Linked DNA regions of Arabidopsis thaliana: region 2 is linked to region 1. A link is a contact called in public capture Hi-C data. All regions are on one chromosome and are shown on one strand. The core of a region is the stretch at or near the end of the contact, and the rest is flanking DNA. Distances in the headings are between cores, read along the strand shown. Region 1 holds the start of AT4G07825. Region 2 holds the start of AT4G07950 (DNA-directed RNA polymerase, subunit M, archaeal).

Evidence for each region. Capture Hi-C pulls out chosen DNA fragments and counts their contacts.
Region 2: a contact with region 1 is called in a capture Hi-C map of seedling, with 2.1 times the contacts expected there. The contact joins the promoter of AT4G07950 here to the promoter of AT4G07825 in region 1. A contact is called at or near these places in 2 of 26 Hi-C or Micro-C datasets (both in root) and 2 of 3 other capture datasets (root and seedling).

The regions. Positions count from the first base shown.
Region 1 is chr4:4,641,829-4,647,315 of TAIR10.1, reverse strand. AT4G07825 reads right to left here and starts at 3,476. Exons shown (of 1, transcript NM_179010.1): 1 at 1,978-3,476. The coding sequence starts at 3,473. The coding sequence ends at 2,730. AT4G05225 (a long non-coding RNA gene) reads left to right here and starts at 5,349. Exons shown (of 2, transcript NR_141853.1): 1 at 5,349-5,487. It also overlaps the pseudogene AT4G07830.
Region 2 is chr4:4,794,416-4,799,902 of TAIR10.1, reverse strand. It overlaps AT4G07950 (DNA-directed RNA polymerase, subunit M, archaeal), which reads right to left and starts at 2,062. Exons shown (of 3, transcript NM_116865.3): 1 at 1,752-2,062; 2 at 798-1,016; 3 at 108-517. The coding sequence starts at 993. The coding sequence ends at 393. AT4G05275 (a long non-coding RNA gene) reads left to right here and starts at 2,899. Exons shown (of 1, transcript NR_141857.1): 1 at 2,899-3,139.

The sequences.
Region 1 (5,487 bases), core at 2,227-4,726:
GGATTTCGTGGTTGGGTTGCCTGTGTCGCGGACCAAAGATGCTATTTGGGTGATCGTGGACCGTCTGACTAAGTCAGCACATTTTTTGGCCATCAGAAAAACCGATGGAGCGGCGGTGTTGGCTAAGAAATATGTGAGCGAGATTGTGAAGTTGCATGGAGTACCTGTGAGTATTGTGTCAGACAGGGATTCCAAGTTTACTTCTGCTTTTTGGAGAGCCTTTCAGGCAGAGATGGGCACTAAGGTGCAGATGAGCACGGCTTATCATCCTCAGACAGATGGGCAATCTGAGAGGACTATTCAGACGCTTGAGGATATGTTGCGGATGTGTGTCTTGGATTGGAGAGGTCATTGGGCGGATCACTTGAGTTTGGTAGAGTTTGCTTATAACAACAGCTATCAGGCGAGTATTGGGATGGCTCCTTTCGAGGTGTTGTACGGGAGGCCATGCAGGACATTATGCTGGACCCAAGTGGGGGAGAGGAGCATATATGGTGCAGATTATGTTCAGGAGATCACGGAGAGGATCCGGGTTCTGAAGCTGAACATGAAGGAAGCTCAGAACCGACAACGGAGTTATGCTGACAAGAGGAGGAAAGAGCTTGAGTTTGAGGTTGGGGACAGTGTATCTCAAGATGGCCATGTTGCGAGGTCCGAACAGGTCTATCTCAGAGACTAAGTTGAGTCTGAGGTACATGGGTCCATTCAGGATTGTTGAGAGGGTGGGACCAGTGGCATTCAGGTTAGAGTTGTCAGATGTTATGCGTGCGTTTCACAAGGTCTTTCATGTGTCGATGCTGAGGAAGTGTCTTCACAAGGATGATGAGGTGTTGGCTAAGATTCCAGAGGATCTTCAGCCCAACATGACTTTGGAGGCGAGACCAGTGAGGGTTCTCGAGAGGAGGATCAAGGAACTTCGGCGGAAGAAGATTCCTTTGATCAAAGTCCTGCGGAACTGCGATGGTGTGACAGAGGAGACTTGGGAGCCAGAGGCGAGGTTGAAGGCAAGGTTCAAGAAGTGGTTCGAGAAGAAGGTTGCTGCATGAGTTTGCCTATCCTTGGTTTCCAGTTATAGTGATGTTGAGTTTTTGATCTTTTGAGTTGTTGTTCTTATTTCTCTTTCATTTGTATTTTCGTTTGAAGTTGTAACGATCATGACATCTGATGATTTATAAGATGAATATTTTTTTTTCTTAGATTTGACTTGAGTTGTCTTATTTAAGAATGTGTTGTGCGGTTCTCAAAAATGGAAAGTTTCCCAGAAAGGACTTGTCTATTTTTGGAAAGTTTGAGTAAACAACCTAAGAAAGAGGTGTGTTTACGAGATGACCGGGAGTTGGTCATAAGGGTTTCGTCTTTAAGACTGTTTGTTTCTGTTTTTCATGTACAGTTTGCTTCAAAGGTTGCTTTTGGTTGTGACATGTTGTAGGACGTTTCTGGACTGTTTCAGACGCAAGGAGAGTCTCTCCTGGGTTTAATTGTTGTTAGAATAATTTTGTTAAGGTGAGTGCGTGACCATGAGCTTATCTGAGCGATTGGGTTGTATGTTTTGTTTTGTGTGATGATATGTAGGTGTGGTAAATGTGTTTTGAGTGAATTATTCGATGACTGGTTTGTTTGTGTTGTATTTGTGATTATACCCTTTTATTTGCTTGTGTGTATAGCTCGTAGATGGGAGAATCGCCTCACTAAGTATTTATGATAATACTTACGCATCTCATTGTATTGTTGATGCAGGTAAAGATAAAGTGTGATCGTAAAATCATGGCAAGGAAGAGAGGATGATCTAGGAACTCGTTTGGTTTACTTTTATGTTTTGGTTATTGGAACCGGTTAGGGTTGTGTTAGGATTTTTAGTCATTCTTGGTTTTGTTGGTTGAATTATTTGTTTATTCATAAAATAGTATTTTTGACTTGCAGTTTAATTGTTGCTTTATTGGTTGGTTTAATTAGATATTTATGGGAATATTTAATTATGTTTAAAAAAAATGGGTCGGGATGTTTCACATTCAACCTCCAAAGGGGAAAAAGATACAAAGTTTTTGAGCAAAGATTTACAACATTGATAAGAAAGATAACATAAACAAAGGGCTTTAAGGATATATCCGTAGAAACTCGGAGACAGAAGCTAGCTAGCAACAAACCACAAACGAGATCATGGTGTGTCGAGAACACTTCCGCGAATTGTTCGGGAATTTTAGAAATAGTCATTATCATCAGATCTTGTGACTTTGGAAAAGGATACTTAGCCTTACCGAACACCGACACGGACATCAGTGGAACAACTAAGGATATTGTTCGGTTCTTCTCCGTAAAGGAAGAAGGTGGAACCGAGGTTCTCACCATATAGGAGGAAGGCGGAGCCGAGGTTCTTTCCATGACGGAGATGCTTGGACGCCAAAGACCCTCGAGGTCAAGTAAGAGTGCAGTTCTAAATAAGATTTTGAAAGTTTGTTGAGAAAGCTTAGCTATGGTTCGAGAGGGTGGAAGCAAAACAAGAAGAAACACATCTCTTAGGTGTGGCCGCTGGTTTGAATTAGAGTGTGGCCGCTGGATTGATTCGGTTTCATTGCCTTTAGCCAGAAGGGAGTTCAACAACATGGTTTGTAAGGAATACTCGCAGAGCCAAATACAGAGAGTCGCTTCAGGGAGAGAGAAGAGTCCATGGCTGCTCAAACCGTAAAAACGACATAATCTTATAGATGGATTTGGTGAGGAAATAAAATAAATCAACCTGGGCTGCTGTGATTATGAGATAGGCTGAGATTTGTGGAAGTGGGCCGAGACAGGGAAGATGGGCTGCAACAATTCGAAAGGCCCAACAAGCTGAAACCTAGGGTTGCTTCAGTTGGGGAGATGTTGTTGATGCCGCCGCATGTGTACGGATATGAGGCAATGAAAGAGCAACACGGCTTGGTTAGGTTTAAGATTAATACTTCCGCCGTTAAAATCATCATCACTGGTTTCAGCGTCAAATCAGCTCTCCATTCCATCAAGGAAGAAGGAGATGACAGATTTGTCTTCGAGGGGATCCGGTAGAGGTAATGAGCGACGAGGATTGCGAAAGTTCTAGATTTCAGAGATCTAGAGATTTTCGGGAGACAACTCTCAAATTTAGCATTTGGAGAGTGACTGGACATCGGTTCCTCCTTCACTGAGTTCACGGGCCTTATGAGGGATACAGGGTTCGCCGGAAAACCTCTATTAATGTTATCGCGGTACAAAGGAACACCATGGAAGCAAGGTGAAAGGAGTGAAGGATGGTAAAAGATTATAAACAAATGAAGTAAGAATCGAGAAAGGTTGCGAAAGGATTGAGAAAAGCAAACAATATCTCGACGCCGGCGAGCAAAAACTCTACCGGCGTCAGAAAACATGGTGAAAGTAATTGTCTCGATTATAGTGTTTGAGAGGAATTTTTGAGCGAGTGGTTTTGAAAGGGGGGGGGTAGTAGACCGATTTTCAAAATACATAATAATCTGCTTTCATTGAGAGTTGAACTCTATTAATATTAAATTATTAAAGAAATTTTAATCAATTGACACGTGGTCTAACCTGCTTGACCCGATGACCCAGTAACCCATAAGGTAATCCGGTTCACTGTCTGGGTCGGGTTTAAAAACATTGCTAAAAACTGTAACTAAATCATAGCTAAAAGCAGTGAAAATTGAGGTATATCAAGGAGTTTTAAAGTATTTACATATTTATTTAAAGACTTTATAAAGATTTTAAGAGGTTTTAAAATAATTTACAAGGGTTTTTAACAACTTTACAAAGCTTTTAAAAAACTTTATAATGTTTTTAAGAGTTTTTAAAAGGTTCAAGAGTTCTTAAAAGGTTCTTAGAAATTTTACAAAGATTTTTAAATGTATTTTTTTGCTGAGAAACAATTTGTTACGGGATAAAAAATTTGGCGAGGAATTGTTTTTTTTGGCGGAACAAACTTTTGGGTGGAAAAATAATTTTTGACGGAAAATTTGTAAATTGAAAAGAATTGAGAGAATTGAGAATTGAAAATAATTTTTGACGGAGATTTATGGGTAATATTACAAAGTAACCATGAAATTGAAAAGAATTGAGAGAATAGCCTTGTGTTAGAAAACTTAGGTAAATAACTCTTTTTGGAGGGGAGTAAATACTAAAATATCCTTCTATTTTCTTGTTTTTACAATAATGCCGGTGATGATAAATCAGAGTTCATTGGTATCGATAGTTTTGGAAGAAAGAAAATTTATGTAATCTGAATAAAGGACATGAATTATTTACAGAAAACACAGTATCTAAATGAATTAATGTTCTATTAAAAAAATACATGACAATTATAAAAGGAACATGCATTATTCAGAAGAAATACATCTTATTGTTTGGATAGGTATGAATAAGATTACAGTAGAGAACATGAAATATTTAAAAGGTATAGATCTATTAAAATAATACAAAGTATTTGTAGAAAATGCATGTCTAATTTAAAATGAACATGCATTATTCAAAAGAAACATATCTTATTGTTCGGATGGGTATAGATAAGATACGTGATTACAATAGATGACATGAATTATTTAAAAGGTGCAGATCATTTTAAATAAATACAATGTTTTTAGAAAAATTACATGCCTAATATAAAAATAACATGATATATGAAATGATAACATAACATTGAAAGGAAACCTTGAACTCTTGAGGGTGAAGGCAAATCTCAGATTCTAAAAAGAAACGATATCGGAAATAGCTAAATCCTATATAGACCAAATAAACAGAAGAGCTCAATGGTTGAACCACTGAATCCCAAATTGATGAAAAACAACACCGTTAACGGCTATAGTCAAATGATCTACTAGAGCTTGTGGTGGTTGTTGTAATGGAGGTGGTTATGGAGAAGGTGATGATGGTTTGAGAAATCAAAGAATAAGGCACAATGGTAGAAAATAGAGATGTAATTTGTCGAAATAAGAAATAGAAAGAGAAAGAGATGGAAGAAGGAAAAACGAAGGTTTGACTTTTATTTAGGGTAAAAGTGTCATAAATAAAGTGCAAATGTTTTTTTTTTCTCTCATACTATTCGTTAAAGGCTATTCTCTTTATTCTTTTGTTGTCAAAGGTTAGTTAGTAGAGTATATACACTAAATAGCCATGGATTCAAAAAGAATTAAGGAAATAGCCATGAGCTACAGAGTTATGTCGGAAACCCATGTATTCTTACATGTATAACCTTAGACATCAAAGCGACAAGACACTGTTTGGGGAGCGTATGATTCTGGGTTTGAAATTTGAAATATTCGGAAGCTATCATTATATTCATTCTCTCATATCAAGAGTAATCTATGTGAAAATAAAAATCGTGTTTTTTCTTCACACTGCAAAATATCCTCCCAAAACCTAGTGCCGTCGTTGGCGATTGCGTTTCTCATCTTCTTCAATCAAGCCCAGAACTTGATTGTCTCTTTCAAACCTTCTTCTCGTTCTCGTCACCGTTAGCAATCCAAGTAT
Region 2 (5,487 bases), core at 813-3,312, 150 kb before region 1:
CATGACTTGCGAAAAACGGTGGCTAATACAGTTTTTTTCCTCTGCTTAGACATCTTCTTGCTAAGAAGACGAAGAAATGTGAGAAATTGAAATCTGGAGGTTACGTTAACAGAGGAAGAGGAAGAAGTCAAATACCAATGCAATAACAAATACATCGCAGTCTTGATACTAAAAATCTCAAAACAGATCAATTTGCTTACATTCTTCACCTCAAAAATTAAAACTTTGCACAATATTCCAAAATTTTATCGATTGTTTTAAATACAGAAACTCTTGAGCTCTGAGACAGAAAGAACCAGAGTACATAGAGGAACTACAAACTTTGTAATGGTAAAACAAACTCAAAGAAGATTGCAAAATTAGCGGGTACAGAGAAGGTGATGATCATCGGTTCATTCCTCACGCCAAGTGAACTCGCACTTCAAGCATCTATAAAATCTTGATTCTGGCTCATCTGCTGAACGAATCTGCATTGATTTGAAGTACGCCTTGTCGTGGCCACACCTTGGACATGGAGCTGTTAAAACAAAACAATCCCAACATGAGAAAGTCATTGAACAAAAAGTCTACTCTACTCTTTCCCCAAGTGTTTTTGCACTTGCATACCATGAATGATGTAATACCACTTTAGCATTATTGTTTTTGCCCTTTCCATAACATGAGTAATTATGTAACTGATTTCCACCAATCAACTTTAAAGTATTTACGAATTTAGTCGACCAATCAACAGAGCATGGACTAACTAACTAATCACAGTTCTAAATTTAGAATAAGAGAAGACCAGAGACTGAAAATACCTTCTGTTTCAGCAGCTGTGGGTATATCATCTTTAGTAACAACAGGTTCTATAGATTTCTTAACCAGAAGTTGCTTCTTCTTTATCTCAACCCGTCTTTCGATATTGGCAACGTATGGACATGTGGAACAGAAGAATCTCGAACTCCCACCTCCCTCGTAGCGCAACAGATTCCCACATGTGGGACAAAACTCCATCTTCCACCTCACCGATCAATTCGCTGCAAAATCATCCCCCACAAAAATCAATTCATAAAACTATGATATAGACAGATATATAGAGACAGAGAGAGGGAAGGGCTGTTTTTAATACATTGTTCTACTGTGTTCGTGTAACAACCAGTTTTTACTTTAATAGCAAGGCAGGTCATGAAGTAACTTATAATTCAAGTAATCCATTCTTAACCGGAAATAACCAATACTTTTCCATAAATTCAACTTTACATTCATTAGACTTTGGTTTAATAATGAAACCAACTCCAAAATCTAGCAATTTAATAATACCACAATTCAATCCACTGACTTAATAATTCGATCCACTAATCCAATCTATACTCACGAGTGACGACCACATTCTAAACCAACAATTCAATTTTTATTGCCAAGATTGACCACATTTTCAATAGAATATACATATTTAATCAAGTGTGGTGAAATCAACAAACCCAATAGCGAAGCTATTGTTCATACATAAACACAAGCACGAAAGAGAGTTTCTGTAACAACGTTTTGACTTTTGACAAATTTGCATACAGAGTCAACAAAAAGTCGAGATCTTTGTGTAACCAAAAGCATAAGAACCAATCAGAACAGTTAACAATAAAAATGATTAAGCCAGAAAACCTAGAACACAAATTCGTGAAACCCTAAATCTCAGAACAAAATAAAGATCGAATTCGCAAGATTGAACAGATCGACATCATATGAGATCGAAATGATTAAAAAATCGAGCTTACCAGGCGATGCGGGTGGTGTTGGTTACGGAGATTGCGGACGAGACGGCCTAAAGTGGCGGTCTCAGCGGCGGCGATAGATGGAACCTTTGACGGCGATAGATGTAACCTTTGACGGCGAGAGATTGATGTTTGTTTATATATTAAGGCCCATTTGTTTAATTCTCTGGGCATTTAGGCCTCTTTTTATGCTTCTTCTTCTTTTCTTGAGTGTCTTAGGGGTTGATTGGAACAAAAATTAAAAGCCAAAAATTTACTAATCCCACTTTAAGGACTTTATTTAATTTAAAAGCTTTTAAAGTCTATGATTCATAGGCAAACCGACATTTTTGAAGTATCCAAGGAATCTGAGGTAACTGGTTTATTTTATTCTTTTTTTTTTTTCACATAAAAGTTTTTTTTATTAAAAGCATAACATCTTACAATACTTCAAGTACAAAGAGACAAACGCTCAAACCGGTTATTCAAACCCGGTATCAGAGACGGCAAAAAGAAGCCCATTACAAACATAAGCCCAACAATTCATGAAACCACTGGTTGAAGGAAGAGTCGATCATGTCCAGCACAGATACACGTGTCACGAAAGGAGACAATGATGATAACACGTGAGACGTCGGAGTTTTAGGTCATCGTCGGTCAGCCGACATAGTTTGCAACCGAAAGGAATTCTTAGTCACCGGAAAAAGTCGTAACGAGCATCAATACATCAAGGCTCAACAATATCCGATGAACATCACCACCAAATTCAGAGAATCCCAAACAAACTTCGCCGTTAGATCTGCAAAATTGAAATCTTCCATGGATAAACGCAGTTCATGAATTCCGGGATCATCGACTTAAAAGATAAGCTGACAAGGCTTCCATTATTAAACCTAAAAAACAGGAAAGATAAAACGATTCACATGCTTTGGTAAGAAGAAATTAGCCTCAATTACGTTAAAATCAATCCAACGACAACTCCAATCCGCAACTTCAAATCCGATTTTTAAAATTGAGAAAATTAGCTTGAAAATCGAATTAAGCTCTTTAAACAAAGAAGGATCAGAGAATTATGCAGTCAAATCAAAGGATTAAAACGCAAACTAAATCCAAACAAACTAAAGCAAAATGAATCGAGAGAAAACGAAAATAAAAACAAAACCCCAAAGCCAGCCAACCGTCGCTTAAGAAGCCGACGGATGCCAGAAGCAAGCTGACAAACGCTGTGAAAAGCATTGACGGACGGCGGATCGGACATCTCTGCTAACAAAGCCAGATGATGCCGTGAAAGAAGCTGACCAACTACTGCATGAGAAGCCGGTGGATGTCAGACTCAAAGCCAGCGTTAAGAAACTGGACGACGTTAATGGATTTTGTGGAACATCAAAAGAAACTTGGATGTGGCTCTCTCTCTAAAAGATATTAGAGAGATAAGAGAGAGAACTCTCTCACACTCCCGGATGATGGAAAATAAATTAACTGCTTTATTTTATTCAATTCAGGTTCAGTTTTTTAAAGTCACAATGTGAGACTTTTTGGGCTATAAAACAAATAATAAAATAAAATCTGTTTTTCTTTTTTTTTTCTTTTCGTTTTCTCCATGACAAATGAAAAACAATTTCTCTATCAATAAGTAATTTAACTCAAAAATATTTTGATTAATTAATAATCATCTTTCTATTTTCACTTTTTAGAGATCCAGTTTTCATTATTTTTTTGCATCAATTGCATCACAGTGATAGTTCATTGATCCAAAACACCTAATCAGATCTTTATATGGATTAAATATATTTTTTATTTACTGAGATTTGAGTATATTTATCTATTTATTTTATTTTGTATTTTTCTAAAACTTATAATAAATTAATTTTGTTAGTATATTATCACAAAACTCATTTTCAAATAATTCACAATTCTAAATATATATTGTAAAAATAATAGTAACAGTTTCTACAGTTTTTAGTTCCAATCATACTTTAACAGCCAAAGTTTTTAAAGTCAAAGTCTTTACAGCCAAATTCTCTACAACCAAAATTTCTATAGTCAAAGTCTGTATAGCCAAATATAACAGTCGTTACCAATCGACCCCAAATTTTTTAGTATTTCGGCTTTGTAAAATTTCTTGAAAAGTAACCACTACTTCACTTAACGATAGAAGTTAGAACGATCAAGGCATAAAAACCGGAACCAAAGAACCAAACCAAACCAAGCTGAAAAAGGGTTCCGGTTCGTATCAAGATACCACTAAATACTCCTGTTGAATCTCAGTCAAACTATCCATTGGATATTGGATATTGGATATACGGTATACGCAAACCGAAACGGATATCTATGGATACCCAAATCGAACCAAAAAATATTTGGTCAACTCTATACAAAACTACATCTAAGCCAATACATTTTTAAAAAACCTATCACCCAAAAAAGTTTTGTTAATTTTTTAATATTTTGGACCATTATTATTTTGGTAAAAAAGTTTCGGATATTTTTCGTTTCTTTTTTTGGTATTTTGAGTAAAATGATCAAAACCGAACCGATATCTATTAGAATTTGGTAATTTGTCGGCTCTCTTTCTAAGTATCTGAACCGAACCGAAACTTTTTTGGTTCCCTTATGGATCCTAAGAGGCTAGAACAGCATAATCAAACGCCCAAGCCTAATATTTATGTATTAAATTATTATAATAATAATTCAAATATTCGAATTATTACATAAGTTTTACCAAAATATGCAATTAACAAAAATAACGATAAAAAGATACAACCGCAAATAATATTAATAAAAAGTTACGATAAAAAGATACAACCATTCAGAATCAAATAGATACGGCTATAGTTACACAAGTATAACTGTCCGAAAACATAACCATAAATATTTTAAAAATATTTGACAAAAAAAACACGACCGTAAAACAAATTTTAAATATTTTAATGAAAAGTTGCGGTAAAAACGCAACCGTTTAGAAATGCAAAAGACATTTATTGAGATTGTTATTGCTATTAGATTCCAAAAAACTTTGGTTAGATCAAGAATTAGAGCAATTTCTTTCATATTAAAATGATGTATGTAAGTATGTTTATAAATAGTTTAGAGAGTAAAGAATTTGGAGCCATTTTCCAGATTATCATTTTTTAATTCATCATAAAACAAATAATATGTGTGAATGAACAAAATATGGTTAGGAAGAAAGACAAATATATAGAGTTCAAAAATCATAAACATTTAAATAAACAACTTTGTTTATACGGAAAGTAGTGAAAAGAAATGCAAAGAAATATAATGTAGAGACGTAACTTTAAATGAATATATGCAACAATAAAGACACAATCGCAAACTGAAAAGATACAATTGTATTTTGAACAAATATAACTATCAAAAAAAAAAATCGTAAATATTTTAGCAAAATGATGCGATAAAAAAACACAACCCTAAACTGAAAAGATATGACTGTAGTTGAAAAAACATAACTGTCAAAAAAGATAACAATAAATAATTTAACGAAAAGATGCAATAAAAAGCCACAACCGTAAATATTTTAACAAAAAATTGCGATAAAAAGACGCACGCAACCATTTATCTGCGAAAAGATACTATTGTAGTCAAACAAAATAACATTCAAAAAAATATCATAAATATTTTAACGAAAAAATGTGACAAAAAAAACAGCCGTAAAAACATAAACGTATATATTTTAACGAAAATTAGGATAAAAAGACGCAACCGTTTCAGAAGTGCAAAAGATATTTGTTCAAATTGGTAT